5 separate regions of the Rattus norvegicus genome follow, and all the other regions are linked to region 1. The links are chromatin contacts, called in public Hi-C maps. All regions are on one chromosome and are shown on one strand. The core of a region is the stretch at or near the end of the contact, and the rest is flanking DNA. Distances in the headings are between cores, read along the strand shown.

What was found. A called contact is a pair of places that touch in the nucleus more often than the background predicts.
Region 2: a contact with region 1 is called in a Hi-C map of the A7r5 cell line, with 1.7 times the contacts expected there. The contact joins two enhancer-like sites. A contact is called at or near these places in 4 of 12 Hi-C or Micro-C datasets (the A7r5 cell line, Schwann cells, liver and 1 more).
Region 3: a contact with region 1 is called in a Hi-C map of liver, with 2.5 times the contacts expected there. The contact joins two enhancer-like sites. A contact is called at or near these places in 5 of 12 Hi-C or Micro-C datasets (the A7r5 cell line, the Rat2 cell line, kidney and 2 more).
Region 4: a contact with region 1 is called in a Hi-C map of kidney, with 2.4 times the contacts expected there. The contact joins two enhancer-like sites. A contact is called at or near these places in 2 of 12 Hi-C or Micro-C datasets (Schwann cells and kidney).
Region 5: a Hi-C map of Schwann cells shows a contact between it and region 1, with 2.9 times the contacts expected there. The contact joins two enhancer-like sites. A contact is called at or near these places in 2 of 12 Hi-C or Micro-C datasets (Schwann cells and frontal cortex) and 1 of 1 datasets of contacts at active chromatin or transcription factors (oligodendrocytes).

What each region holds. Positions count from the first base shown.
Region 1 is chr11:70,831,338-70,836,747 of GRCr8, reverse strand. The region is part of intron 5 of Zbtb20 (zinc finger and BTB domain containing 20); the gene reads left to right. Among named protein-coding and RNA genes, the nearest start is that of Mir568, 270 kb to the right of the region's middle. Within about 2 kb of position 3,412, at least 71 of the 93 cell types and tissues checked have an H3K27ac peak or open chromatin away from gene starts, as enhancers often do. A contact at or near this core is called in the A7r5 cell line, Schwann cells, kidney and 1 more, where this site is marked.
Region 2 is chr11:70,606,592-70,612,001 of GRCr8, reverse strand. All of the region lies in intron 9 of Zbtb20 (zinc finger and BTB domain containing 20), which reads left to right. Among named protein-coding and RNA genes, the nearest start is that of Mir568, 49 kb to the right of the region's middle. Within about 2 kb of position 3,376, at least 58 of the 93 cell types and tissues checked have an H3K27ac peak or open chromatin away from gene starts, as enhancers often do. A contact at or near this core is called in the A7r5 cell line, Schwann cells and liver, where this site is marked.
Region 3 is chr11:70,625,258-70,630,667 of GRCr8, reverse strand. All of the region lies in intron 7 of Zbtb20 (zinc finger and BTB domain containing 20), which reads left to right. Among named protein-coding and RNA genes, the nearest start is that of Mir568, 68 kb to the right of the region's middle. Within about 2 kb of position 2,862, at least 52 of the 93 cell types and tissues checked have an H3K27ac peak or open chromatin away from gene starts, as enhancers often do. A contact at or near this core is called in the A7r5 cell line and liver, where this site is marked.
Region 4 is chr11:71,025,367-71,030,776 of GRCr8, reverse strand. The region is part of intron 3 of Zbtb20 (zinc finger and BTB domain containing 20); the gene reads left to right. Among named protein-coding and RNA genes, the nearest start is that of Zbtb20, 270 kb to the left of the region's middle. Within about 2 kb of position 2,611, at least 7 of the 93 cell types and tissues checked have an H3K27ac peak or open chromatin away from gene starts, as enhancers often do. A contact at or near this core is called in kidney, where this site is marked.
Region 5 is chr11:70,692,393-70,697,802 of GRCr8, reverse strand. The region is part of intron 6 of Zbtb20 (zinc finger and BTB domain containing 20); the gene reads left to right. Among named protein-coding and RNA genes, the nearest start is that of Mir568, 140 kb to the right of the region's middle. Within about 2 kb of position 3,287, at least 46 of the 93 cell types and tissues checked have an H3K27ac peak or open chromatin away from gene starts, as enhancers often do. A contact at or near this core is called in Schwann cells, where this site is marked.

The DNA of each region.
Region 1 (5,410 bases), core at 2,163-4,662:
TTTGTAAACATAAGAGTGAACGATTGTGAAGACACAATGGAAAGGACTCTACAGGGTCCCCTGTGAAACAGCGGCACCAGCTTTCAGGCCAGTCTGACGGCCTTTTTCAGGATAGAGAGAGCAGAGAAGAGAGACTCCGCCACATGATGAAAAGTGCAGATGGACTGCTTTGCATGGAAACCGATTATGTGCAAGAGGGCTCCGGGGAGGAGAGGAGTGGAGTTGGAAAGGAACGGCCACTGAAACAGGAGAAGATATGCTTGACCAGGTCTAGTAAAATATTCCCTGCCACAACCGCTGTTCCATGAAGAGACTGATCCAAGAGGCCTGAATAAACTAACCTGGGGTTCAGTGTTACCATTATTGTGGGAGGCATCATGGAGAGCACATCCAGACTGCGTTACACAGTAATCACTGCTGGGTGTCAGCATTCATCAGCCAGATGGTCAGACCTGCAATTAATCAATTAGGCTGGGACGATCAACTGGACTAAGTTTTCCCCTTTGGTAAAATAGCCTCATCATGTGGTCAAGGCCAATAGCATTTTTATCCTGTTGCTTTTGGAGTAGCTTCTAAAAATTCTCTTTTGTTTTTTTCTATTTTTTCTTTTTTCTTTTTTTTTTTTCCTGAATTTTTTTTTAGGCCTCTGATTACTGGACACTGTCAGGCTCCAGTATATTTTGGTAACATAAATTCCCCAATCAAGGGGAATTTCACATAATAGATCATCAGCATCCCGTGTTCACCTTATAACCGTGAACATCCCATATACCAGCAAGCTCTCCAAACCAGCTTGCTAAGCAATACACTCAACTGATCTGCTGTAGTATTTCTTCTGGATCTACTCAATCTGGTGGGACAGCAATGGCAGAACTTCTCTGACTCACAAAGGTGATAAAACGATCTAAGAATGCTAGTGATAAAAGTAGTGTATGATACACTCATCATCAGACAGGCATAGCTATGACAAAAATAGACAAACACCAACTCAGCCTTTGTAAGACTCCAGTTAGGATGATACGGTCACCCCCCTACACACACACACACACACACACACACACACACACACACACACACCTTTGAAAGAGAGGGAAAGAGACTAGGAAATTCATTGGCCATGCAGTAGGACACTGGACATGATATGCTCTGGGATAGAAGCTACTTAACCTGCCTTGCATATTTCCTTAACATACACAAACGTGTGCATCTGAGGGATGAAAGCTTGGAACGCGTTCTCGCAGCTCCTCTTTGAACTTCCTTAAAGTTCTTCATTAGTGTTTCTCTACTCCGATGTCTCATTCACTTCCTATACCACACAGCTCCAAACCCCCACCTTTCCCATCATGTCGAGAATTGCCAGTCTCCAGCACAGTAGCCTCATCTAGATATGGTATCTTTCAGTCTGTTTTACGTAGTTTTTATCAGTTGATTTACACCATAGCTTGCCTGTCCATCACTGATTTATTTTAACTTAGATTTTACCCCTCCTTTCATTTTGGCTTACCTCTAGCTGTATTGCAGTGTACACTAAGGAGGGCTTCAGAATCCTGGTGGTCACTGTCTAACAGAGTCTTACACACTATATGTGTTGTGTAGAACTAACTACAAACACAACGCTATGGTCCCTGGGTGTAGCAGGGAACCTGCTGCGTCTTTTCGCCCTGAGCTCTTTTCTGCTGTCAGACTCAGTATAGGGAGTGCTTCTTTCTACGTTAATGCTTTTTGTGCAGCTTACATAAGGACACAGTCAGCCCAGACATCCATCCTTGATGTATCAGTTACTCTGTCAGTTATATTACTTTATGGAGTACATTACTTCTCTCTGTAACTGCTCTGCTTGCTTTTTGTTTTGCTATTTAGCAATTGGGAAAACATCAGAATACCAAAACAATATAGTATGGGAGTAGCTGTTTTTACTTGAACCTATAGCACATGGAATAAATAGGTGCTCGTGTAGTAATAGTAACCAGCATGCTTTAGCCTTCAGAATCTGTTTTGTTCTTCCGATGATGTTGCCGTTCTTCCTGCCGTTTGTGTTGTTTACCCCCAGCTAATGAGGATCTTTCATTGTGGCCTGCAGTATCCTGCATATAACACAGTGGAGTCCTGCCACCTAGGTCTGCTTTCTGCTTCATTTTGCTCCTGACCTGCCCCCCCCCACCCCCAACACACACACACACACACACACACACACACACACACACACACACACACACACATCCCAATGCTATTCCAGGCCTGGCCTCTCATGACCAGGGACTGCTGACTCATCCTGGCCTGTGCCAAGCTGTGCAGTCGCTTAGTGATGTGGACAGGAGTCGAAGGACTAGAATGAGCTCACTGAACTCATTCCACTTGTTGCTTACGGTACAGTCCAGCATGAGCTGGAAATGTAGGAACCTCAGCCTCCGAGCAGAAAGAGTAAGTAGATTAAACACAACCCCATCGTCAAGTCCTCATCAAGCAGGGGACGGTGGTGGGTGGGGGCTTGCTTTTCATGGCTCTTGGCCGTGGCTAGGGCATTCTGGGTCATCAGGACTTTCCCTTTGTCCTCTTTTCTTCCTCTCCTCCACAGTTGCACCCTCCCCCCCCTCCCTGAACTTCCCTTCTGAAAATGTCCGGATGGTAGAGCAATGATCTGGGCAGAAATGAAATTTTGTTAATAAGCAGCCTCCGCACGAAACCCTGGAACACAGACTGTGAAACTGCTTAGAGTAGCCTGAGTACTGGGAACTCACATGAACTTCCCAAGGGCATGAGAGAAGCTTCCCCACCTTCCTTCTTGAGTCTTTTTCTTTCTGTTTTAAGAGAGGTAGTTTCAGGAGTCATGGCTGCATTCTGGTGTGGTGCAGAGTTTTCCGTCAGGAGACAATAATGTGCATTCCTCTGGCAGGATGGATAGGGTTTGGTTTTTTTTTTTTTTTTTTTTGGTGTGTGTTTCTCTTGCTGTTGTTTATTTATAAGACATTTCCTCTCAGTTAGTGGAAGTTAGATCGTAAGAGGCTCCAGTGATTTTCCTTCCACCTCCCCTCCCTAATTTCTGTGCTTCAGCACTCTGGAACACTGTGAACTCAACAGACTAATCAGAGCAGGGAGCTTAGCAGCCAGGCCTGGACACTCTCAAGAGACTGTGTGACTCTCAGCCGTCACTCCCTGGATCAGGAACCACAGTCCTGGTGAGTGGTGGCTTCCAGAATTTGATGTATCAAGGATTCTATTCTTGGTGTCTCTGAGGCAGGCAGGAAATAAAGGGTATTTTAAAAGGGGAGAAAAAAAAACATTTAAAAAAGCCTGCCAAACAATCAGAGTGGTGAGGATTTTTAGTGTGTATCGCTGAGCGCACTCTGGACAAGGGCAGAGCCTTGAGGCTCTGCTTCGAAGCAGCCTGCAGGCATAGGTTTTGCTGCTGCCACAGAGGGCTGTCAGCCTTGACATGCCTAGCAAACATGCTTGTGGGAGGAGGAAGGTAGGTGAGTGACTGGGGCAGGGAGGAAGAGCTCAGGGTGGTGGGAGGGGGAAGTGAAAGTGGGAATAATTATTCAGCTGAAGTTTCTTTCCCTCTGCTAACTTTTGATGCATTTCTGTTCTGAGCAGTTGTGCCATGCATACGGCGAGCTAAGCCAGTTGAAACTGTAGTAGATGAGACACATAAATGTAGTGAGGACTCTTCCTTTACAGATCCCTCCTGAGGGCTGCTCTGACTTCAGGAAAACCGTGTGTGTCACACCCTATTCTTTATTCTGTACTCATGGAACTGAGCAGAAGAATGCAGTGAGACGCCTTATATGGCTCCAGGGAAATTCATCATCTTGACAAAGGAAACTGATGATTGTCTCCACAATATTAAACCCAAATATAGTGTTGTCCTCAATATAAGAGGAGACTGATTGAGTGGGCTCCGGAAAGTTGTCAAAGGAATGGAATGGGGTGGGGGTGGGGTTGCAGCCTGATCCGTCATAGCCAGCAGGGACCTTCCGGGTTGTTCTTGCTATGCGCACCCTCCCTGGAAGTGAAATGTCAGGTGGGTGGGCTTGTCTGCTGCCGTCAGGCCACTACTTTGTAGCTGTTCTAGACATGCTCCATCTTACCTTGCCTTCTCACCTTTCTAATGTCAAGTATTCAGCATGTTCTAAGATATTAAAGGAAAAAAAGAGAAAAAACAACAACAACAACAAACAAACAAACATGGTGGCCATAAAATTATTTGGCTGTGTGGCATCTTCTGAAGTGAATTGCTCTTTGGAGAGGGGAAAGAGTCTTTGATGTTCCCAATATGGTTCTCATAGGCTAAAACTTCCCAGAACCACAACCCAGCCTAAGGGGCACTTACTCAATATCCTTAAATATTTGGGAAGAAATGCTATGTTATTGTCTTAGCTGTCTTTGCTATTAACACATTGCCAGTAGATTTCTTCTAGGGCAGAGATGCTTTAGTAATAGCTGATTTAACAGATGTGTGTCCTGGGTGTCTGTTTGTGTGTTCACCTTTGTTCAAACTGGCACAGTGATTCAGTGTATAACATTGACACTTAGCTCTGGAATTTTGTCTGCCGTGTTGGGCGATTTGGATTCTTAACCACAGAACTCCTGCATACTCATATGTCCCAACTGCCCTCAGACACTGTGTACTGCTACTGTCACATTAGGGTTTGTCAGTGACCTCTAGAGCAAACTTGACTTTGTCACACAACTTTTATAGTTTCCAAGGTTCATCAAATTTGTTAGCTCTCAGTGTGAAAGAAAGCTGCTTCAGTAAGTTAGGGCCAGGCTGTTGTATAGGCTATATTTATGTTAGCCCATGTTAGTAATTAATGGACTATCCATATTGATTACATTATGGGGTATTTTTATTTATTTTGTTATTTTCTAAAAAGCATAACAATCCAATTGTGTTATGAACTTCCAAACATGGCTTAAGAAATGTCGGAGCTCAATGGCCATACAGATCTACATGGGAGTCTATGGCTCTCTCTGCTAACACACCCAACCACACAGACTGAGAGAGAAACGCAGTCTATACAGGCTACATTGAAGACAGCTGGCTCTATTAACACTTGGAAACAGTTTATTCTCAAGAACTATGACTGTACATAAAAATTTGTAAGCAACTTTAGGTGGAGAGTATAAACACACTTACCTAACATTATGCCCCAAGAAATTATATTTTACAAATCTAATCTGCCAGAGAATTTTTTCTTTTATTTGCTGAGATCTAGAGTTCTACATGGTCATTAAAAAAATGTGGTGAGCTGATGCACATAAGAAGTTAGACTTTGATTAATGTGTGTCCGCGTGCGTGAAAGAGAGAGAGAGAGAGAGAGAGAGAGAGAGAGAGAGAGAGAGAGAGAGAGATCAAAGAGAAAATGGTGTATTTTGTAAGTTGACATAGTTGCATTCATATTACCTGGTA
Region 2 (5,410 bases), core at 2,127-4,626, 220 kb after region 1:
GGGTCCAAACCCTCACTAAGAGTATCTGAAAATTCAGAAACAGCACTCTGCAAGGTGAACTATGCCTGTTACTCAAATAACACAGCCAGTATACATGTACCATATAATTTTTAATATTAATAATATATAATTTATATATAATATATAGCTCTCAAATAATTTTAGAAGTATATTCATGGATATATATTTTTAAAATATTTGAGAGCTCCTTACGTGTATATAACAAATTTAGTCATTTTCACACATACACACACCCATTGCCTTCTCATCCCTTTCCTTCTCCCACTAAAACTGTTTGATCTCAGCAGTTCTCCCTCCTTCCTTAATGTCCTTTGTGTGTAGTTATGTCTCTGTGCCTTTAGTTACAGTTTCTTGAATGGGCATGAGTGACAGGTTATGTCATGAAATCCCTGGTCAGCATTAATTCTCAGTAGTTCCTTAGGGAATTATGGGGACTCATGAGCACCTCCCCCTACCACGAAGAAATGTTGAGGTGCACACCCTTTACAGGGCTGAAATGGGGAACTGTTGTTGCAGTGAGTTGGAGCGTGCAGTGATACGTCATCTCTAGCATACATCACCCCTTTGCAACCCCTTCCAGTCCTCTGCCTCTTCCCCTTCTTGATGCTTCCTGAGTCTTGGAGAGGGCGGTCGATGTCCCATTGCAGTCAAGCACTCTACCTTCCCTATCCTCAGCACTGCAACCGGTTATGTGCCTGCTTCACCACTGCATACCGCAAACACAAATCTCCCTGATGAAGGCAGCACTGGCCTGTGTATAAATATGACTGTTCAGGAGGCAGTGTGACCACTTGTCCTATTTATCCAAGTGATGGTAGTGTGTTTCCCGAGGACGAGTGATCTCCCAGCCACAAGCCCTTGACAAAGTTTACTGTAGTGGGTATGAAGTCCCTCCTTGGAGCAAGCCTAAAATCCAATTAGAACGAGCTTAGCCATAACATCCATTCTCTGGCAGCTTAAAAAAAATTATTGCACGTAAGGAGGGGGCACACACATATGCCACAGCATGTGAGTAGAGGCCAGGGAATAACTTATGGGTTCTTTTCTTCTACCACAGGGAGACATGAATTGAATTCAGGTCATCAGGTGGAGTAGCAAGGATCTTCATTCACTGAGCTATCTAAAGGCTCCTTTGCCAACTTTCGGAACACCTTATTTTAATGATTTATTATTTACTTATTCATACACTCATTTTTGTCATCCTGGGAAATGGACCTGTTGCCCCACACTTGCTAGGCAGTCACTGTACCACTGAGTCTTCAGCCCCAGCTAAAACATTGAATGCTTATTTTCTCTGGGTAGAAGTCCCAAGTGCAGAACTCGGGTCCTGTCCACTGCTGAATCTCTAGGATCCAGTGAAGTGCTTAGCCGTAGTAGGTGCTGAGCAAGTGTTTGCAGAATGGATGGCTGAAGGAGACAGGGCAGCTCAGGGAACTGTATTACTGAGCATATTGCAGGGCTATGAAATTGAATTGAATTTTTCCACTCAGCAGACCTACATAACAAAAGTGAGTCCCAGATACCCTTAGGTTTGTATGCTGGGAAAACAGAGTGCTTTCTCCTGAGCATAGACCGCTACATGTTTTGATTTTCATAGCAATATGGCAGGGTTAAGGTCAACTTTGTAATATAATCTGGTGCCTGTTTTTTCATAGATATCATGGAAATAGATGTTGTTCACGAGATGCTCAAACAGATGATTGGGTGAAAGCTCTAGAAAACCTTGCAGTAACTAAAAAGAAAGGTTTCCCCACTTCCACCTTCCATTACTGCTGAGTGGAACAGTTTTCTGCTCCAACCATTCTTTCTTGTCTCATCGTCTTCCTAGGTCCAGTCTTTGCCTGGCAAATACAGCATATGACTGTTAGTATAGCAAGGAGGCAGTTCTTGAGACATCCAGCCCCCACACATAGTGCTCCCAAGCTCCTCCCCTGGGAACGGAATGATTTGATCAGCAGCAGGCAGAGCTGGCCCAGGGAAATAAGAGCTTGGCATAGAATCTTAGGGCCCTCCTGCTGCAGGGGCCCTCAGGAGAGTTGCTTCACACCCACCCTCCTTCGACTGGCTGGACAGTAAAAAGATGTGAGAAAACAAATTCCTGGCCGAATGAACAGAGCACTAAGTGAACGAGAGAGGAGTCCTCTGCTCCTGAAGCCTCTGCCATCCACTTGAATAGAAAGGCTAACTTTGAAGGCACTCTGTTCTCCTCGGCAGGATTTTGTATATACTCAGCTTCGGAATATGGTAGCCATCTGCCGCCAGCACATAAGACTAAGGAAGTGTCGGGGTGGGTAGGAAGAGGCTGGGAGGGAAGAAGAGAGACACTTAAAATGAGCTAAGGATCTGCTTTGTGTTGGAGTCAAGGTTTCAGAACATCAGTCCCATACTATAAGAACAAAACACCAGTGTGTCTTAGGCCACACCAGGCGCCGGCACATCAGATAAGGCCCGTGCTGTGTAACGTTCAGCCACTGAGCTTCGAGAAGTTCTGAAAGTGAAATTAGAGGAGCAAACCAAGGAAGCCAAAATGGGAAAGTGCTTAGAGTAAAATATGATCAGAAGGACGCTGCAGATATGTGTCTTTGGGGTTACAGTAGTTCAAACATGACTCTACTAATTAAAGACTTGGGGAATAGTCTAAATCCGAGGAACTTAAAGATCTTCAGACTACAGGGGAGATGTCTCCATCCACTGCAAAGGCATTGTGAAGCCTTTGTACAGTCACAGGGTGAGAGTGACCGAGCTATTGTGCATTGTTGTGCACTTAACCACTGATTAAGAGCCGCAGATCTCGGTCCTGGCGGCAGGAGTGGGTGGTCTCTTACAAACAAAAAGGCCTAGTAAGCCAAGCCGGTAAAGCCAAGAATGGCTCTGAAAAGCAGTGAATAGCTCAGAGAGCTTCCTCTTTCCCTGATATTATCTGTATAAATTACCAGTTATGGCGCAGAATCATGTTGATAATTTATATACCAAAATGGCATGCCAGAGAATAATAATTAAGCTGAGATGTACACTAGTGAAAAAATTACCCCAGTGAAGTTTACTTCTGAGAAAGATTAGCTAATTAGCCAAGGATGACATTTGAAGGCAAGTCCCCTTCTACCCTTAATAGTAGTTCTGTCTCCACTTTGAGGAATTAACAGGATTGCAAGGCAGAAATATTTTCTGGCATGAAAAGGAAAGAATTCCTTCAGAACTATAAGCAAAGTGAGGCGACAGTGAGAGTTGTGGAAAAGCAGAAAATCAGATCACCACGCATAGAAAATAGTTGCAAGAGCATGTCGACCTCAGCGCCCTGGAATGACCAAGCCAGGAAATAGTTGTTGGCTGTACGAGCTTTGGCCGTGATTCCTATCTGCCATCAGAGACGAGTCACACACAGCTGTGATGCAACCGCAGTTGTTCTTAATGTCCTCAGTCTGTCTCATGCACACTCTCTCATCCCAGGAGCCCAGTGTGCCTTAAGACTCTGTTCAGCTTCTCCCAAGACATCCCCGTGGAGCATAAACGTCTTCATTTATAGATGAAATAACTGGTCTACAAAGGCACGACTCAGTTCTCTGCCTTTAAATGGGAAATGATTAATAGTCATGATGCTGACCCAGCACGTTGTGCTATTTTTCACGTTATTTTGGGCTTCTCAGACAAAGGACATATTTTATCTTTCTCATTATTATTTTTAATTAGTTTTCAGAAAAGTCAGGATTAAAAAAAAAAAAAAGAATCTAACAAATATCCCATAGAGATATTTGGTGTTCTCTCTCTTTTCAGGAATAAATTACAATCTTCTCTGCTTCTCTGTGCTGGATCTCTGCAGATAGTCACAGTCTCATGCCAGCTTTCAGAGGAATAAGGGCTCATTCTAATGGCTGGATCACAGTCCCTTCTGTGAAGAAACAGCCTTTGAAATTCCTGTCTGGACACTGAATAACTTGTTTTCAATTTAAGAACTTTTAGCAGCTTGACCTGAAAACTTTTAAACATTACTAATATACAACCTGGTTGTGAGTTTAGCAATAAATTTAGACCCAGTGTGTGAAAAGCCAAAGAGAAGACTAGTGGCTTTTATTCTCCCTGGTGACCTGCTCTAAATGTTGCATATTTACTTTGTAAATGAGGACACCCAGTGGCCAGCAAGTGAAAATATTCTAAACAATCCTCGCCACTGTTAACACAAACATGACGAACAGCTGTCAGCACGCATTGACAGAGGCTTCCAGCATCTACCACCAAGCACTGCTTTCCTTGGGTCAGGCAAGGGTTGAGCCTGATAATTTTCTACCTCAGGTCCCAGAATGTGTGTCTCTTTCCCTTTTGTATAAGCATGGCTCATCTTTGGGGTCCACTGAATCTTCAGTGGCAGAAGGGCCTGGTAGAATATTCCTTAGGACAGATGGAGTCAGGAAGTTGAGAATAACTTGGCACAGATCAGAAATAATAAACAGATGAGTGTGGTTTAAAAGAAGTGAGGTAAATTCATAAACCAATTGCTTTAAACCATAAGTTCATAGTGAAGAGAGAACCACGGTTATTAACTAATGAGAGGGCAAGGAAATTAAAAACAAAACCCAAAAGGAAAACCAGACGTGGGCCACCAGAGATTAGAAGGACCTCCTGGAACAACGGGTAGACTCACCTCAGAGAAAATGGACCCTGAACTCCTGTGCTCTCAGCCGTGTCTGTACAGTGTAATGGAGAAATAACCAGTCACTTAGAGAACACCTACCGCTTTGAGGGAGTGTGTGGGACAGCATCAGAGATCCAGTTAGCAACCTGTGTTCTTTCAGTTGTAGTTATAGTTGTCCTTGTAGTTGCATTGGGTAAGGTAGACATACACAGTAAGACAAGTGAAAATGGAGGAGGCATTAATTTACTGTCATTATAAATTATCTAGTATGTGTATAGAGTACAGATTTATTCCTAAACATTCTAGTATGCAAACCATTTCCTTGTTTATCTCAAGAAAGTTAAACCTAAGACTGCTGTGTACACGGTTTATATAGAAGTCAAAAGAAGTCTCAGGACTGTCTTCCCATCCCCAGGTTTGTACAATACATGGGAAGTCCAGGGAAGAGGTCAGATCCTTGGTCCATCGTGAGCTTTGTAGTTGCCATTGCTCAACTCTCCACAAAGATGCAGCTGAGTCTGGTCCTTTTGAGTTCTAGGAATTGTTTCACTCACTGTGATTATAGGTGCCCTCAACAGGGAACCTAAGTCCCTAAGATCACTATTGCTCGTAAAGTAGTCAGTGCCTCTTTGTGTCTAGTCCCCAAAACTACGCAAAGCCATTCCCCACAAAGCGTTAGGTACGAGTTGATTTCCTTCAGTTTTGTTTGTGAGAGCCTTTGCTGAGATAGGGTCTTACCACATAGCTTGAACTGAGAAATCT
Region 3 (5,410 bases), core at 1,613-4,112, 210 kb after region 1:
ATGCATGTAAAATAATTATACATGGACTCTCACTTTAATTGTACTTAGAGTTTTTCTGGATAGTATGAGACAGGTAATGGGATGACTTTTTACTGAAGTCTCTGTTACTAGAAAACACTAAACCTGGGAGGCTAATAATCTTCTTAGGTGCCAGGTAGGACTGTCACATTCATATTACGTATGTCTTTAGCTTTTAGCATGCCTCAAAACCAAAGAAATGAAGCTGGACTTGTGTTTTTCGTCTTTTCCCCTGTAAAGCGTTTGGTCTCGTGCATGGTGTTGGTGGTAGCTAGTATGCAGCTGATGGCCAGGCCAAGGTGGGGAGTGAAGGGCGTTGAGGACTGGGGACTGATGGCATGAGAGGAGACCTACACTGTTTCTTCAGTGTGTAAGCATACAGGGGACTTGCTTGTATAGTTTATCCTCACGCTGAAGTGCAAGAAGTGCATACTTCTCACGTCTGAATAGTGTCTCATGTCTGACTTCTCTTTCAACATAGAGTAAAGCCTGGGCCAGTAGAGCAGCCATGCTCGGGTGTAGCATGATACCAAGGTGGCTATATTCTTTGCAGCTCCTACATTCTTGTGCTGCAGAGAACTCTGACCTAAGAATTGGGGTCTTTCTTGGAAATTGCAAGGAAGTCTACAGTCACCTGTTTAGTCACAGAAAAATATTTCATCTTCTCCTGAGCTCCAGAGATGGGGTGGACTGAGTTACAAACCCAATAGTCTGTGCTGTTCAGTAACTGCTTCCTTACACAAACAAAAGAAATAATCCCTAAGGTGGGAAAAATATAAAAATGTGAACTTTGAACCAGTGTGCCCCTTCCTGGGACGGCTGGCTCTCCGTGCCTGTTCTCACTGTTTGAAAGGTAATGGTGAAGCAGTGCTGGATTTGAACACATTACCTGCGCACGTGTTCAGGCCTGCCTACTGACTCACTGTTGTGATAATTAAATGAGATGGTGTATATATAGGGTCTGGCACAGCAGAGCTGAGTATGTCTACTCAATTCACTAAGATTTACTGAGCGTTCAGTGGGTGTCGCTATTCTGGGCACTGCATTATGTAGCAAGGAACACAAACAGAGCCCCACTTATTCAGTTTCCCTGCTCTATAAATGGCAAACAGACAAAATAGATTCATGGAAGCTAACAGGACTGATGTGATTGTATTTTGCTTTTTCCTTCCAGAAAGTATTGAGGACCAGGGTAAAGGAAATGCTAATGTAGAGGGGAAGCAGTAGATGCCAACCCATCTCCCATTCCCTGTCCTAAAGCATGATCCAGTGGCCTCTCAGGACTCCAGTGCCTGGGCTCACATGTTCTCAAGCTTCCCTTAGAATCGGGCCAAAGAAGACTTCCTTCCGGGACAAGCAAGCAGTCAGACTATAAGGCCCCACCCCAGGGCCATGCTGACTCCTTCACAGAAGGTGCCTGCCCTTGCCTTCCAGTTTAACTGACTCAGGAATGAGATCCACAACTCTCTGTTGTTTTGTCTCTAGAGCTTCACCATGCCTAGAGTGTCCGTTAGTCTCACCTGACCTCGGGACACGGACCCTTCATTCAACTCCCTTCAGTTAAAACTTTCACATGGGCCATTATTTCCTGCCAGCATACTGACAGTGGTGAGGCAGGAAAGACACTGAAAAAAAGATTGTAAATCAGCCCTGCCAAGAAGAAGGGGGGAAAAGATTGAGGTAATAAAATGCTTTAATCATGAAAACATTTTAAATTAATGTGAGAATACTAGGCCAAGTCATGGAAGGATAAATTGTAAGAAGGCGTGATAAGCAAGAGTCCTTTAGGTTGGTGTCCGTGAATAGGCCACAGTGTTCAAGCTGATGGGCTACTGCAGCTTGCTTGACCCTCAACGCTGAGGACCTCTCAACACAGCCACAGCAATGACGTGCGTGAGCAGAAGGGGGCGATAACATTCCTTCTCCATCCACAATAGTTAGCCCTGAGCCAGACATTCAAAACGCTGCTACGATGAAGAAGCCTTACTCACAGCTAACGTGAACACCACAGAACTAGTATTTTTCCAAATGCTCCACTATTGAGCACTTGGTTCTGGACCAGCACTGTGCTAAGCACAACCTGCCTCATCTCCTTTATTCTTACCCACAGCCCATAGCTGGAAGAGGCATCACTGTTCCCATTTTATAGATGGGGAAGATAAAGGCTCAGAGATGCAGAATACCCTGTCTTGGGCACATGGCTACTAGCTAGTGGAGCTCACTTTTCCTAAATTCCACTCTCCAGGTAGGAGTGTTGGTAGCATTTACTTCATCCCCTCTGCCATCGCCAGGCACTGTACAGTTAAGGAGCAGAGTACATAGGGAAATGGTTACGACTCCAAAAAGGCATCACGATCTAAATTATCTTGATCCAGCGACTGCGTAATTATTTATCAAAGGGAGGTTCTGACTAATTCTTTCCTATCCAAGCAGGCTGATAAGCAGAAAGCTTGTTAATGTGCAGACGAGGGTGGGAGCCCAGTGGAAGGAGAGAGGGAGAAAGATGGGAGAGAGCACTCGCCTCTCAACAGACCCTGGAGACTGATAAGAGCTCACATGGATAAAATATTTATTTTTCCATATGTTGCAGAAAGCAGTGCTGCCACTGTGTGTGTGCAGTGTGTGCGAAGGAGTGTGAACTGTATACATCCAACACCACCGATCTGCCTAATTTCCATGCATTTAACAGGCTTAATACCTAACAGCGCGTCCATATGTTTTAATGCATATTTCTCTGCACAAACAATATGGTCTAGTTCGGGAAGAGCCAACATCCTCCACAGCCTCACTCACTGCTATGTTTCAGCCCTAAACTTACTGCCGGGGCCAGCACAGGGAGAGTTAAAAGCCAGAAGGTTCTGCTGGCTAGCACAGCTGCCCTTCACCTTAAACGCCTTCCTATTTCTTAAAGCAGCCTTTTTCTCATAACAAAAATGTTCACAGTGGGGAGATGAAAATGTTTTTGTTCTCTTTGGACAATTGGGACATGTTCAGTCAGAATGTCAGAACTGACCGTTGAAAGGCGGGTGCCTGCGGCCACACTTTTTTCTCTCTTTCTTTCTTTCTTTCTTTCTTTTTTTTTTTTTTTTTGAATGCAGAGCTGCACCAGAGTGGCGGGAGGAAGTGCACAATGATTGGCCTGTTTTTCTGTGGAAGTGTTCAGGGTACACCCAGCTTTGCTTTGCATATATTTACGAAACATCTGCCCTTTTCTTGTTCTGAAGTCTCTCTCCCTCACAGCCCCATTTCCCCTCTCCCCCGGGTTTTTCTTTGTTGTTGTTGGCTTCTCTGACTTCTTCGAAGTTTTCATTTTCCGGTCGAGGGGCGACCTCATCAGAGTGTATAATTTTGAGAGAGAGGGAGAGAGGAAGAGGGAGAGAGAGAGGGGAGAGAGAGAGAAGAGAGAGAGAGAGAGAGAGAGAGAGAGAGAGAGAGAGAGAGAGAGAGAGAGAGAGAGAGCGAGCGAGCGCACAGCAGTCAGGGAGAGAACAAACTTGAAAGAGACTGCGAGGCCAGAGAGAGCTTGGCAAACCAACCTTTGGCATGGTGACCAGGAGGAAGGTTCTGGTAGGAGTTTAGGCTCTGAAATGCTGCCTGGAGTCAGCCAGTGTACTGCTGCCCTCTACAGGAACCAGGGGATAGTGCAAGCTACTCAGGCTAGTACAGACTTGTCCTCAGATGTGCCATGTTTGTACAATCCTTTTTGTGCAACCAGAGAAGGCATTTTCGGTTAATTACAAGAGAGTTTGCTCTTTCCTCCTGATAAACCACAAACTGAAAAAAATGGGTCATAGAACAGCACCTGTGCATGTCAGACAGTCTGCCGCTTTGTGTTAATATTTCTTGGCTTCAGAGAAAGGAATCCCAAAGAATTATGAAAGAGGTTGGGATAGGAGAGGAAATGCTACAACGGACAGTGTGCAGTGCTCTCGGCTGTTGGAAAACGGCCATGGTAAAAGGAGAAATGAAGTGATAGGAAGCAAGAAGGGGAAGGAGCCAGGTAGGTTGGTTTTGAATATGTTCTACTCACAGAGGTGGCTACAGTGCTCCTGTGCCGTGGACAGCCTCCAAAGGTGGGACGCCAAATATCAGGCAAGGGTCAAAATCTAATACAGGACAAGAAGTAAGGGCATAAACAGTGCAATTTCTCTAGGGTTAGAACCACTGGGTGGCTTTGCAGTGCGCCGGTGTAGGAGTGTACCCTTAATTCTCTGAACCACATTTCAAAAGCTAGCTGAGGCTTTGTCTGTAAGTATTAGGGACCATTTTCTTTTCTGCCACATGATAATGGCCATTGGTGTTTTGTCCCTATATTTAGGTGAATTACCAGGACCAGCCACTCTTATTAAATACTCTTCATGTAATCAATGACAAAGTAACCAATCCAGGTTGATTCTACTGCTGCATAAAACGAGGAAGTTTAATTGAGATTCAGACTGGGACTGGTCTCCAGGTATACTTAAATTTCAGCTATGTTTCATTCCATCAGGAAACAGCTCTTAAATGGCTGCTGTGTATACGTTGCCCTGATTCACAATATAGAACAGACAGTAACTCCGGGAGGACAGGACCCAGATTGCTCAGCTTCTGTGGTCCATCACAGCCATGTAATATCTGGAGGATGAGTGCATGGCTGAGTGAATGGGGAGGGGAGCAGAAAGGCAGAGTGAAGAAATGGATGAACACCAGAAACCGGGCAACTACTAAGGTATCCCATTCCACAGAAAGTCCATTCTCTCAGAGAGCCAATAGCACGTAACTAGCCATTACTGGAATAAGAGTTAGTAAGATAAGAATACAGCAAGCAATGAGGAGTCTGAGTGCTGCAGAGAGGAGCCATCCTGTCTGAAAGAGGGGAATCACAGCAGTGTAGCATGGACATGGCATTTAGTACGTGTGAAGGGTTTGTCTCATTTCGTTGGCAAAGATGAGAAAAGGCAGTTCAAAGCAGTGACAGTAATGAGCGAAGGTAAAGAGCCAAGAACGTGCATTCCAGGACTCTGTGAATGATAAACAAACACCAAGGTGGCCGATATATGGGGCCCACGAGATAAAGTAGGGCAGATAAGGGACTGCCCTTGAATACCAGGCTAACACGGTCCTGGGGGATTTAGTGACTGGAAAGCAGCAAAACCAGGGTCTTGGAGGATGGAGAGCAAGTTAGGGGCAGCAGTGCAGTAGAAGAAAGTGTTGAGGCCGTTGTCTGGAGAGGGAGCAGGCTGGTGAGGACTACAGGGTAAGCCGGCCGGCCGTAGGGCAGAGAAAGGTAAGCAAGAGGCTTCCAGCCTGACAGCAGGCCACCCTGCCAGAAACAGACACCTCAGAGGAAGCACTGGTTTGCCCGGGAGAAACAGACAGTGGGGAGGGGGCAGTCTGACAGTGGAGACTTTGA
Region 4 (5,410 bases), core at 1,362-3,861, 190 kb before region 1:
TTTCTACATAATCATTATTCTTTGTAATTATGTAATGACTTGTTGCTTATACTTTTCCAATGTGTTCCTGATATTTTCCCTCCTTGGAACTACACTGCCGAGATATGTATATACACATGAATCCACATAGTATTACTGGTCATAATTCCTTACAAAATTGTAATACTTGATTTCAACAGAATGTGTATTTCTAATTTATATAATGTCTCTTCCTTTTCATAACTCTTTAATTTTTTTTGTGAAAAATACTTTGATAAGGGTCCAATTAAGCTAAATGCAGTTGTCTTCAGAGTAAAAGGTGATGCTCCATTGGAATAATATGCCAAAGCCTTGCCTTGTGAACCTTTTCTTTCAGTAAAGAACTGGTCCAGTACTGTAGAACCATTCACCAAAAAGTCGACTTGTAAAGTGGGAGGGATCTGTGTGCTGATACAAATTAGCACATCTACTAAAAGTGATGCTAAAAGGAAATGCTGGTTGAATTAAGTACAATGTTTTCATCTTTTATACTTATCTTTAGAGGTTTTTTTTTTGTGGTTGTTTCTTTTATTTTTGTTTTTGTTTTTTTTTTTTTAATTCGTTAGTGGTTACCATTTTAAACTTTAGCACCCATTTCATATTCTCAAATGCTATTATATTTTGCAATATTTTATCTCTTCTCAACTTTATGTGTTGTCATGAAATTATATTTTTCACAAACCAAGATAGTTGTCCCTATGGAACTGTTATTCTATGCTAGTGCATAAGTAATTCTATTGATTAAACAATATAGCTTCCAAACCGGAAGGCCTTTCTCGGCCTCACTCTGAACCTCCTGTGTGGTATCATTTGTTTGAGGTCTTATTAAAATGTAAATAAATTATGCGCAGCACACTTCCTCTGTTTACCCAACTCACCGTATTGAAGCGACTGTCTTGCTGGAGCACAGATTGATATGTAGTGTGTTTCTGTACTGAACCAAGGGAAGAGGCGTTGTATGAATATTTAACAGAACCTACTTCATGACAATTTTTAAAAGTATTTTATGAATTGTAGATAATCTGAGCCATGGGATATGATGTAATTCTGCATACCAGAGTTCATAGAAGGAAGATAACTCCTCAAACAGAATTGGATTAGGCTCCTGAGGAATATGTGTTGGGGCTTTTATAGCACTTTAACTTTATCCCACGTTTAATTGCGCATATTACTATTGTAGTACTGCAGTAAATGTAGCAGGAATGGAAATACAAAAGGAAGGATGCCTCCTAAAACAATTTGTCTTTACTGTAATGCACATTTTTCTCTAATGTTTTAGATTCAAATATGCCATTTTTGTTTCTCTTGAGAAGCAATTGCTAACCTCTATAATTTCAGAGAAAATTTATAATCTGTGTAATGCTACTTTCTCAATATACAAAATTAGAATTCCCACAGGAGAAGATTAGATCAAACAAAATCTATGAAATCACAAGTAATAATAAGTTACTTAAAAGTTGATAATATCAAGCCTATGGAATATAGTGCTACTTAATTCATTAATGTGTTAGTTTTAGAAACAATTAGTGTACAAATTGCTCATTTCTACACTACACAGAAATGGTGAGATGAAGAAGCAATTTAGTGATGTACAATAAAGCGAATTTGGCAAAATGAAACTGGTAGTAAAATTTACCTTATTGGAGGCTAGAAGATGTTTTAGTAGGTAATGTGCTGACCTCATAATCCTGAAAATCACCCTTGTAAGAAGCTGGATTTGGTGTGCATGTCTGCTTGATAATCAGAATTAGAAGGACGCCTGTATTCTGCAGGCCAGGCTAGTCAGCAGGCTTGAAAGTCAGTGTGAAACCTTCTCTCAAGTATAAAATGGAGAATGATTGAAGAAGAAATGGGACACATGTGCACGCATATACAAACATACACTCAAAACATGCATCTCATTGGAATGTTATCTTAAATTACAGTAGTGCCGATTATTATTGTACAATCAAATTATTATTGTCGCTTGTAATTTTTCTTATACATTTCTATATTTTCCATCGTTTTCTTTCATGATTCTTACTGATATTCATTACCTTTCTTCTTTGACAACTGTAAATACGCATATGAAACATTCTAGTTACCCGCACCCCACCCTGTTCTCTCACCACTGTCATTCTGTCCCCTTGCCTGTCTATTTCTCACATTCATAAAGTCTGGATTTCGTCTTATGAACCACTATGCTTAATGAGGCCCATCATCGTGGCTGTGGGTTTTGAACTATTCATCAGAGCCTTCTGAGCTTACTCTGAGTACACAAATGAAGTTAATGACTGCCTCTCCCTTAGTGAGTTAATAATTCACCATAGTCAGGTGTGGCCGAGTGAATCTCCCAGTCTGTGACAGACGAATGACAGGCCCATACCCAAGGCAGGCAACTAAAACTGCTCTGAGATCCTGATTGCAGTGGCTCTATCTTGTTCAGAAGGTAGCATTTCCTGTCCATTTTTCTATCTTGCAGCTCTTACATTCTTTCTTCCCATAACGTTCTGCTCATATCTTCCTACCATCCCTCTTCGGCAGTGCTTCCTGGATGTTAGAGCGGACAGTTTAAGTATCCTGTTTGTAGGGCTTGGCACTCAGTCATCGCTTGTGAGCACACGAGTCAGCAGACTCCACAGTTCCCTGCGAAGAGAAGCTGCTCTGGTGAGTCTAGGTGTAGCATGTCTCTGTGAAGAAATATGACTATCAAGAAAGAATTTTATTTTTGGTTGTGAGCCTAGCCTTTAACGGCTGAGCCATCTCTCCAGCCCAAGAAAGAATTTTAAAACCATGACTCTAACTAACTAAAGAGCTGTAGTAAGTTTCCATCTGGACCTAAATCTTTCTGTTACAGTGTTTTGACTGGGTTTACAGTACTTGGCACGAATGCCTTTTTTGTGGACAGACCTCAAGTCCAATCCATACAGCGATTAGGTATCACCATAACAGTCACTGTTGTACCAGTGGACAATTCTGCTGGGCAAATTCGATTTGGCATTGTTGTTTGCAAGATCACAGTTGGCTAGGACATTGGTGACTTTCACCCCAGGGCAGCCTAAATTTCACCTTTTGTCACTATGAAAGCTATCCAGAAAAGAAGCTTCCAGATCAGTTTCAGCTTGATTTCTCTATATCTTGTAATGAAGTATCTTCAGCAATAGAGTTGCTCCAGTTCTAGTGGACAATCAAAAGGAATGGTAAGATCCTGTATTTGGCAGGAAAAGATCCATGTTTAATGAGAAACTGTTGTCTCAAAAAAACATTGAGGTTAAGATCAAATCAGGCAGACCACAAATGCCAGCCTTCCACCCATGTACATGGTAGCACACCTGGACACACATGTGCACACATATATACCACATGTATACAAACATAAAAAACTCTTGTGTTTCTTATGTTACGTACATTAGGAAGCATTGGACTCTCACCATATACCTTGGAAAACATGCAGTACAAATACTAAGGCTAGGAAGAGATATAGACATGAGGCAATGCACTATTTTTGGAGTCAAGAGACTCAGATCATGCAGATATTCCACTCTGGTTCTTTAGCATGTATGTAGGAACTCTGTTGGAAGGACTGCAATTATTTCAGGAACTTTTCCATATATTCTGTATATATGGATCTTTTGCTGTCGTTAGATGATGATGAATAATAGGGGTATCTAAAATATAATTACTCTTTGTTACTGGTAAAAACAGTTATCACTTTGAGATTCAGTAATACACAGCAGAAGAAATATCTACCTGCTTTCCCTAAGTGACTAAGCACCGATGTTCCATTTTGGAGGACCCAAAATCCATTCAAGCGTTTGTCTCCATAACCTCCTAGTAGGAGGTGGAGGCTCAGAATTTCATTATAATAGTTTGATATTAGCTGAGTGAGAACCATAGCCCTCAAGGGGATAAGCTCCCGTCATGCTCCATTTTCCAGAATACTGATACTTTGAGCAGTGTGTGTGGAGTTTCAGAATTTGATTATGACTTACATTTCTCATTTTTCAAGTAGAAACAGTAATCCTTATAGGTACAAGTTCTTAGGAACGGTGAATAGATGATAGCTGCTGTGTCTTCATTAATCAAGGTTATTGAGTCTTGATTTCTCTGAGAGGTTCTAAGTGTGAAACACTAGTGTGACTCAGAAAAATCCAATTTCAGAGCTAAAATTGTACACATTTTGTATTTGTTCTACACACAGTTTTCCTACACTTCTTGGTCCTTTGAGTACAAGTTTTGAAGTTTTCTAGTAACACATTCTACATGTTTATTTCATCTTATGTGATATCAATTATTTTGTAATTTTATTCATATCATAAATATCCTATGTAAGTCTGTTCTTAAGGGAATTTTATTATGGATCTTCACTTAAAGAAATAGTCACCTGTACAATAAATATTTTTCTCCCTTCCATATATGATCTTCATAATTTATCTTATTTTAGTTCCTATGGAGTTTATACCCTTAATATAGTCTTTAAAAATATGCCTTGAGGGGTTGAGGATTTAGCTCAGTGATAGCGCGCTTGCCTAGAAAGTGCAAGACCCTGGGTTCGGTCCTCAGCCCGAAAAAAAGAAAAAAATACGCCTTGAGCGAACCCAGAAAATTATGCAACATGAAGTAAAGTTCATACATGCAAACCTTAATCAAAGTTAGTATTGAGACTTAAAAGAGATCTCGATGGAATGAATTTATATGATATGAAGTCTAGATTGTTTGTTATGCTCTCCAAAACTGATTAAAATAGTCCAGCTCAGTATAGCTGTAAATTCCTCAGCATTTCATGATGACTCACAATAATAACAGCCCTTCTCAGTTAATAGAATCTTTCAACTCTGCATGTATATGTGTATATGTGTATGTATACATGTGTATACAAATATGCATATATATGTAATGTCTTTGTCTTTTGACTTAGATCTTAATTTATTTTACTTATTTTTCCCTTTTATCAAAAGTAATTTTTGATACAATATATCTGGATTGCAGTTTCTTCTACTTTTCCCAGTTTTTCCCATCTTCTCTCCTATCTTGATTCACTCCCTTTCTGTCTCTTATTATAAAAGAACAAGCTTCCTGGATCATAGAGGGTTAAAGAGACTGAATAGGAAATCAAAGAACCTCCTGGATGGGTCCCTAGGAGGTCCTCTTAATATGAATTATAACTGTTTACCTTGGTGTTCTTATTGGACTCCTCTTACAGTGGGAGTGTGTTTGTGGGGTGGCAGGTGGGGGGCGCTCTGATTCTTTTGCCTGATTTTGGAACCCCTTTCTGCTGGATTGCCTCTATAAGGGTGCTCCCCCTCCCATCCACTCTCTCCCACTTCACCTCTCTAGCATCCCCCTAACCTGGTGCATCAAACCTCCACCAGACCAAGAGCCTCTCCCTGCACTGCTGTCAGGCACAGCCGTT
Region 5 (5,410 bases), core at 2,038-4,537, 140 kb after region 1:
CGCCTTCAGTGTCTGCCGTAGTCTGCCTTGCCAGCTCTGTTTGTCACAAAGATTAATCCATTTTCACTGTACCTCGGAGTGCACCCAGGAGAGGAGGATGGATGGATTGTTTTGCACCCTTTATTGCATCAGAACTTTTGCCTTTTTAGACAAGATTGCGCCATGCCTAAAATCTGTCTGCCTCTCTGCCCACTGACTTTGTCTGTCCTGATCTCTTGCCATGGTGCCTCTTTTTGCCAGCATCCATCTCCCTCCAAGATGTAGATTCGGCCTCTGACTGTACCTGTCTTGTTCTCTGCAGCATCTGTCTGCTACACTCCTAGACCATCGTTAATAAACTTTCACACATGACACACAAACCCCCGGTATGCCGGCACCTGCTTACAAATATCTACATTTCCTAAAACTAGGGGAGAAAACTGCATTTTTTTTTAAAAAAAAGACCTCTATCTAGTGCCATTTGTGTCTGCACTTTTTGTTTAGTTGTAAGTTTTAATAGTTCCCCCTTTGAGGGTTTGTCAGTACGAGCAGTATTGCTTATCAGAACACACCAACAGTCTTTCTGTAATATTCGCTTTCCCCTCTGGTTCAGCCGAGCCTGCTGACAGATCATTCAAATTCAATTGTTTTATGTCTAAGCCGAACAGCTAATTAAAGTAGGGATGATTAACCTGACTGGCAGTGTCGCTCTCCCTCTTGCGCTCTCTCCCTCTCCCTTTCTCTCTCTCCCTCCCTCCTGTTCCAATCAGTCTTTTTCTCACACACTCTCTCTCCTCTCGGTGTGTCTCTGTCTCTCCCTCTCTCTCTCTCCTCCCTCTCTCTTCCTCTCTCTCAGTCTCTCTCTCCCTCCCTCGTTTGCGCTCTCTCTCTCTCTCTCTCTCTCTCTCTCTCTCTCTCTCTCTGTCTCTTGCTCTACTGTTTTTTTTTTCCCTCTCTCTCTCTCTCCTAAACGTGGTCTGCTTGCTGATGGCAGAATGGCACTCGGAGATTTGTGCATTGTGTCTGGTTTCCTACGGGCAGGCTGACCCAGTGCCTCCAGGGACTTATCAATAGACCACTCAGAAGAGACACAGACAGGAGAGAGGAGGAGGGGTGGGGGGAGAGAGAGAGAATCAATATCAAGAATAGAAGGAGCTCCGAAGCCATTTTTTTTTTAAAGAAGTATCGGGACTTGGGAGAGGGTGACAAAGAAGGTTTTTCAAAGAGGCAGTGGAGGAGGTTCTAATAAATTTGGAAGGAAACAGTTCCCTGTCTTGGGAAAAGGAGAACTCCTGACTGATTAGCATTCACACCAGGTATGAGATGTTCTACCCCTTATCACTGTGTCGCAACCGAGGTGGAAAGGCTTTTTTTTTTAAGGAGACTGAGGGAGCATGTATTTTGCTGTGTTTGTTGTTGGGGGGTAAGAGGGGCGGCGTGAGAAGCTGTGGCATTTGTGTATGGGAGCAGGGAGAATGGAAGCAGTACACGGGGGTGGGAGAGAGTATGGAGTGTGGTACTGTCTTCCCTGTCTTTGTGCACCCCTGGGGGGTACCCAAGTTCATTTCTAGCAGGTGGATTTAGACGGGAGTTACTTAACGCTTGACCGCCAGTTTTGAAAAAAAAAAAAAAAAAGAAGAAAGAAAGAAAAAGAAAAAACGCTGCTTCCTATGTCTGTTAAAAGGAAGCTCCAATTTCTCTTCTCTCTCTCTCTCTCTCTCTCTCTCTCTCTCTCTCTCTCTCTCTCTCTCTCTCCTTCCCTCCCTCTCTCCCTCTCCCCCCTCCCTCTCTGTCTCTCCCTCTCCCCCATCCGTCTTCCCCTCTCTCTTCTTTTTTTCCTCTTCTAACCAGACAGCGGGAGGGTTCCTGGCTCCCAGCCAGCCCAAAAGCCTCTAAGTGTTTTGCACTTGTTTCAGGGAGTAGCTGCCCGGGGATTTTTCAGCATTTTCACTGGAGAACAAAGAGTTCTTTACAAAGGGAGGGGGGGCTTAATGTCTGATATATGTTTTTCTATTTTTATTAGTTTTTTTGCCTAAAAAAGAAAGAGACAGGAACAGAACATTACTCTATAAAGACACAAAGACATTCAAAAGAAACCTAGTTATCTTTTCTGTCCATCACCCCTACATATATACATAAAAAATTAAAAGGAATGACTAATTAAGTTGGCTGTGTTGCTCTTTTCTCCTCCTCTAGTCTTTCTAAATTCAACTGTTCCTCTGCCCGCTTTGCTGCTCTTTCCCTACTCACAGGAAAAGTTGCTCAGGGTGCATCCTCTCTTAGCCTGTCTGTACCATTTTTGTGTCCCCGAAATCTTGTTGAAGAAAGAATGAGAGTCCATCAAATAATTAATTTAGTGGCAAGAACATCCTCTACTTTTGCCACTTGGGTAAAAAGTTAATTATGGAATTTGGGCTCCCAAAATACCAGTGGGGTACATCAGTTCATTTGATCTCCCAAGTTTTTGCACCCATCTGCTTAAAGGGCATCTCTGTGTCACTTGTCAGTTATAAAGAAAAGGTAGTAAGGGAGAAGATGTTTGTCATTTATATTTTGTTTCTATGATATAAATTATCAAACCCCCAGAGAGATTACTTATCCCATCTACGATATATTAGTTCAAGCAAAATATAGTCTAGACGAAGGTTTTCTTCAAGAATTCTGATCGCCACGTAGCTTTATATTCTGTTTGATGTTTTGCCTATGCGTGTTTATTTCCACTATGAATTTGTGTTTGTAGCAAACATTCCAGAATGCTTATCACTTTCAAATTAATCCTCTAACAAAAGAGAAGGGAAATCGGGATGTGAACTGTGTGTGCAAAGTATAGTAAACAGTGTTGTCTTTTAATACATGCTGAACGTTTATATTTTTATACTAATATCCTTGACTTATAATCCCAGGGAAATGCTTTCCTTCCGAAAGTTCTGCTCTTAATGTGTTTATATTTTGAGTGCCGTTTGGTAATCTTTTGAGGTACATAATGGACACTAAACTGAGCAGAGGGGAAATAGCTACACGCGCCACTACAAAACCCCGAAAAAACAGACTAGGCTGAGCACCTAACTGTGGCTCAGAGAGAAGCAACTACAACTGTCGTTCACGAGTCAGAAACTCTCTCCTTCTCCTCTTCCTCCCATCTATGGAAAAATAAAACATGTTCATTACCCCTGGGTCTGACCACTGTAAGAAAATCTACAGGCACATATATTTTCCTGTATGTATGAAGTGTGTGTCTCTCTGTGCTTCTAAAGGGTACAGTGCTTATGGGGCAGAGGGCAACGCCTCACTAGTCAGCCCTCCCGGCTGGGAGGTCTGAGTGCCTTGTGTTTGAAGTAACTTGATAACAAGGAGTCTTTTCGGGAACCCTTCTATGTGTGTGCTCCCTCAGTAATGACCCTCAAATTAAACCTGGCACTGGGTGGCCGAGCTAGCACTTGACCTCATGGAAAGATACTAGAAGTAAGGGAAGTTTGGGCAAATCCAAAATTTCTCGGGTAGGTCACTTCTCACAGTTTTGTGTTTTCTTGAGGAAAATTCTTGAATTACACTCAAATGTCTATATTTTTATAGAATTTATAAGGCTTTTAATGGTGCTTAGGAGCAAACGATCCTAAAATGAAAGTCAGTCACTAAAAATAAAAGAAACTAAGTCTTTAAAAAGTTTTAGCTTGAAGGCAAGAAAGAGGCTCGGGGATTTTTTTTTTCTGCCCTTGCTCCCCACCCCCCACCCCCCCACATACACACACTCTGCTTGGTTTCTTTTTCTTTTCTTCTCTTTTTCCCCCCTCTCCTGAATCCTTTTGTTGCTGCAGCTGTTGTACCTGCATATTTTGGTGTGTGTGTGTGTGTGTGTGTGTGTGTGTGTGTGTGTGTGTGTGTGTGTGTGTGTGTCCTCTCCTCACCCTTCATCTCTCCCTCTCTGCTGTTTGGAGTGGCCAGAGTATTTTCTGAGGGGGACAGGGGAGAAGTAGGAAGAGGAAGAGGCTGTTGCTGAACGCGGCAGCCCCCCCACCCTGATCCAACTCAGGCAGCTCCTGTCAGCTAGCTGTGCTGTGAGAGAGGACTGTGAGAGGTGATCGCTGGCATTCCGGGATTCTTCGTAGGTCTGACCTGAGAGTAACACACTCAGAGTCGAGGAGAAAGGGGAAAATAGAGGAGGAAGAAAGAAAAGCTCTTTGAGCTGGAATACACTGGCCCTTTCTTCCTGGAGGCAATCCGCTCTGGTTCTTGGCGACGTGTCCTGCACTATCAGATATCATATGACTTTTTATTTAGATTTCTTTTTGGAGAATGGCCTGTTAGGACTCTGTTTGTTTTCTTTTATTTAATTTCCTTCTCCCTTCACCCGCTAGTTTTGTGTATCTGTGTGTCAGAGTGTGTGCACGCATGCATATGTGTGTGCAATTTTTATCTTTGTTTTTGTTCTGTTGATCTGATGCTTTATTTAAGAACAAAGCTTTAATTATTTCAGTATAGTGGTTTAATCATTTGCCAAAAAGAAACCTCATTCCAGGCTTTTGGAGGGTGGGGGTCCATTTTTAAACACACCCATCAACACAGGAGGCCGCAGCTCCCAGTGCCTGCTGGTCAGACCTTGGCCCACTCCCCACCCTCATTTACCCTCCTCCTCAGCAGCATGCACAGCAGCGTGAGGTAGGAAACACCTGTGCGGAGCTGTGAGGGAAATAAAAGTAGAGGCGACTTCTTCAAATCTGGGCTCCTGCTTTCACTTTAATAAACTTTTTTTTCCGATCCTTGATTTTTTTTTTCTTCTTTTTGGCACCCTCTGTTGAGCTTGAAAACATCAGAGATAGTTAGGGTATGTCTGTGGCGCTTTTGTGAGGCCAGCTGAGCACCACTGGAAAGTGGAGCAGGAGTTGCAATCCATTCAGAGACTTAAGATTAAGTAAGAGGTTTAAATAAGGTCTTTGAGCTCTGTGGGCTGCTCCTCAGGGTCTGGGGATAGGTGGTAAATGGGGTATCTGGGGTATTCAAGGCAGGGAAAGAGAAATTTCCAAACAGAAGAGAGACGACATTTTTGCTGTAATTAGTTCTTTTAAAACCTTAACTCAGTCAAATTTTTTATTTTATATCTCTCAAAATTTAGCTGACCAGTGAGTGATCAGCTATCTTTGCACGCTTGCTGTGAAAAACAATTATACTGACAATTATTGCTGAATTTACCCTACAATTTGATGTATTTCTTTTTTAGTTTTAAAGAGTTTAGATTTTAGTTAGAAAAAAAAAGCATAACTTCTCTTGACGTGCATAAGGTTGTCTATACATTATTCTTGCCATACAGAACATACTAGATTCTGATTGTGTGTGTATGTTTTTGTGTTACAACATGCAAGACTGCCTTGAAGATTCAGGTGACCGCTACATCCTTCAGACCTGTAGATTTTAGCTTCTTGTTACTTGCTCTGAA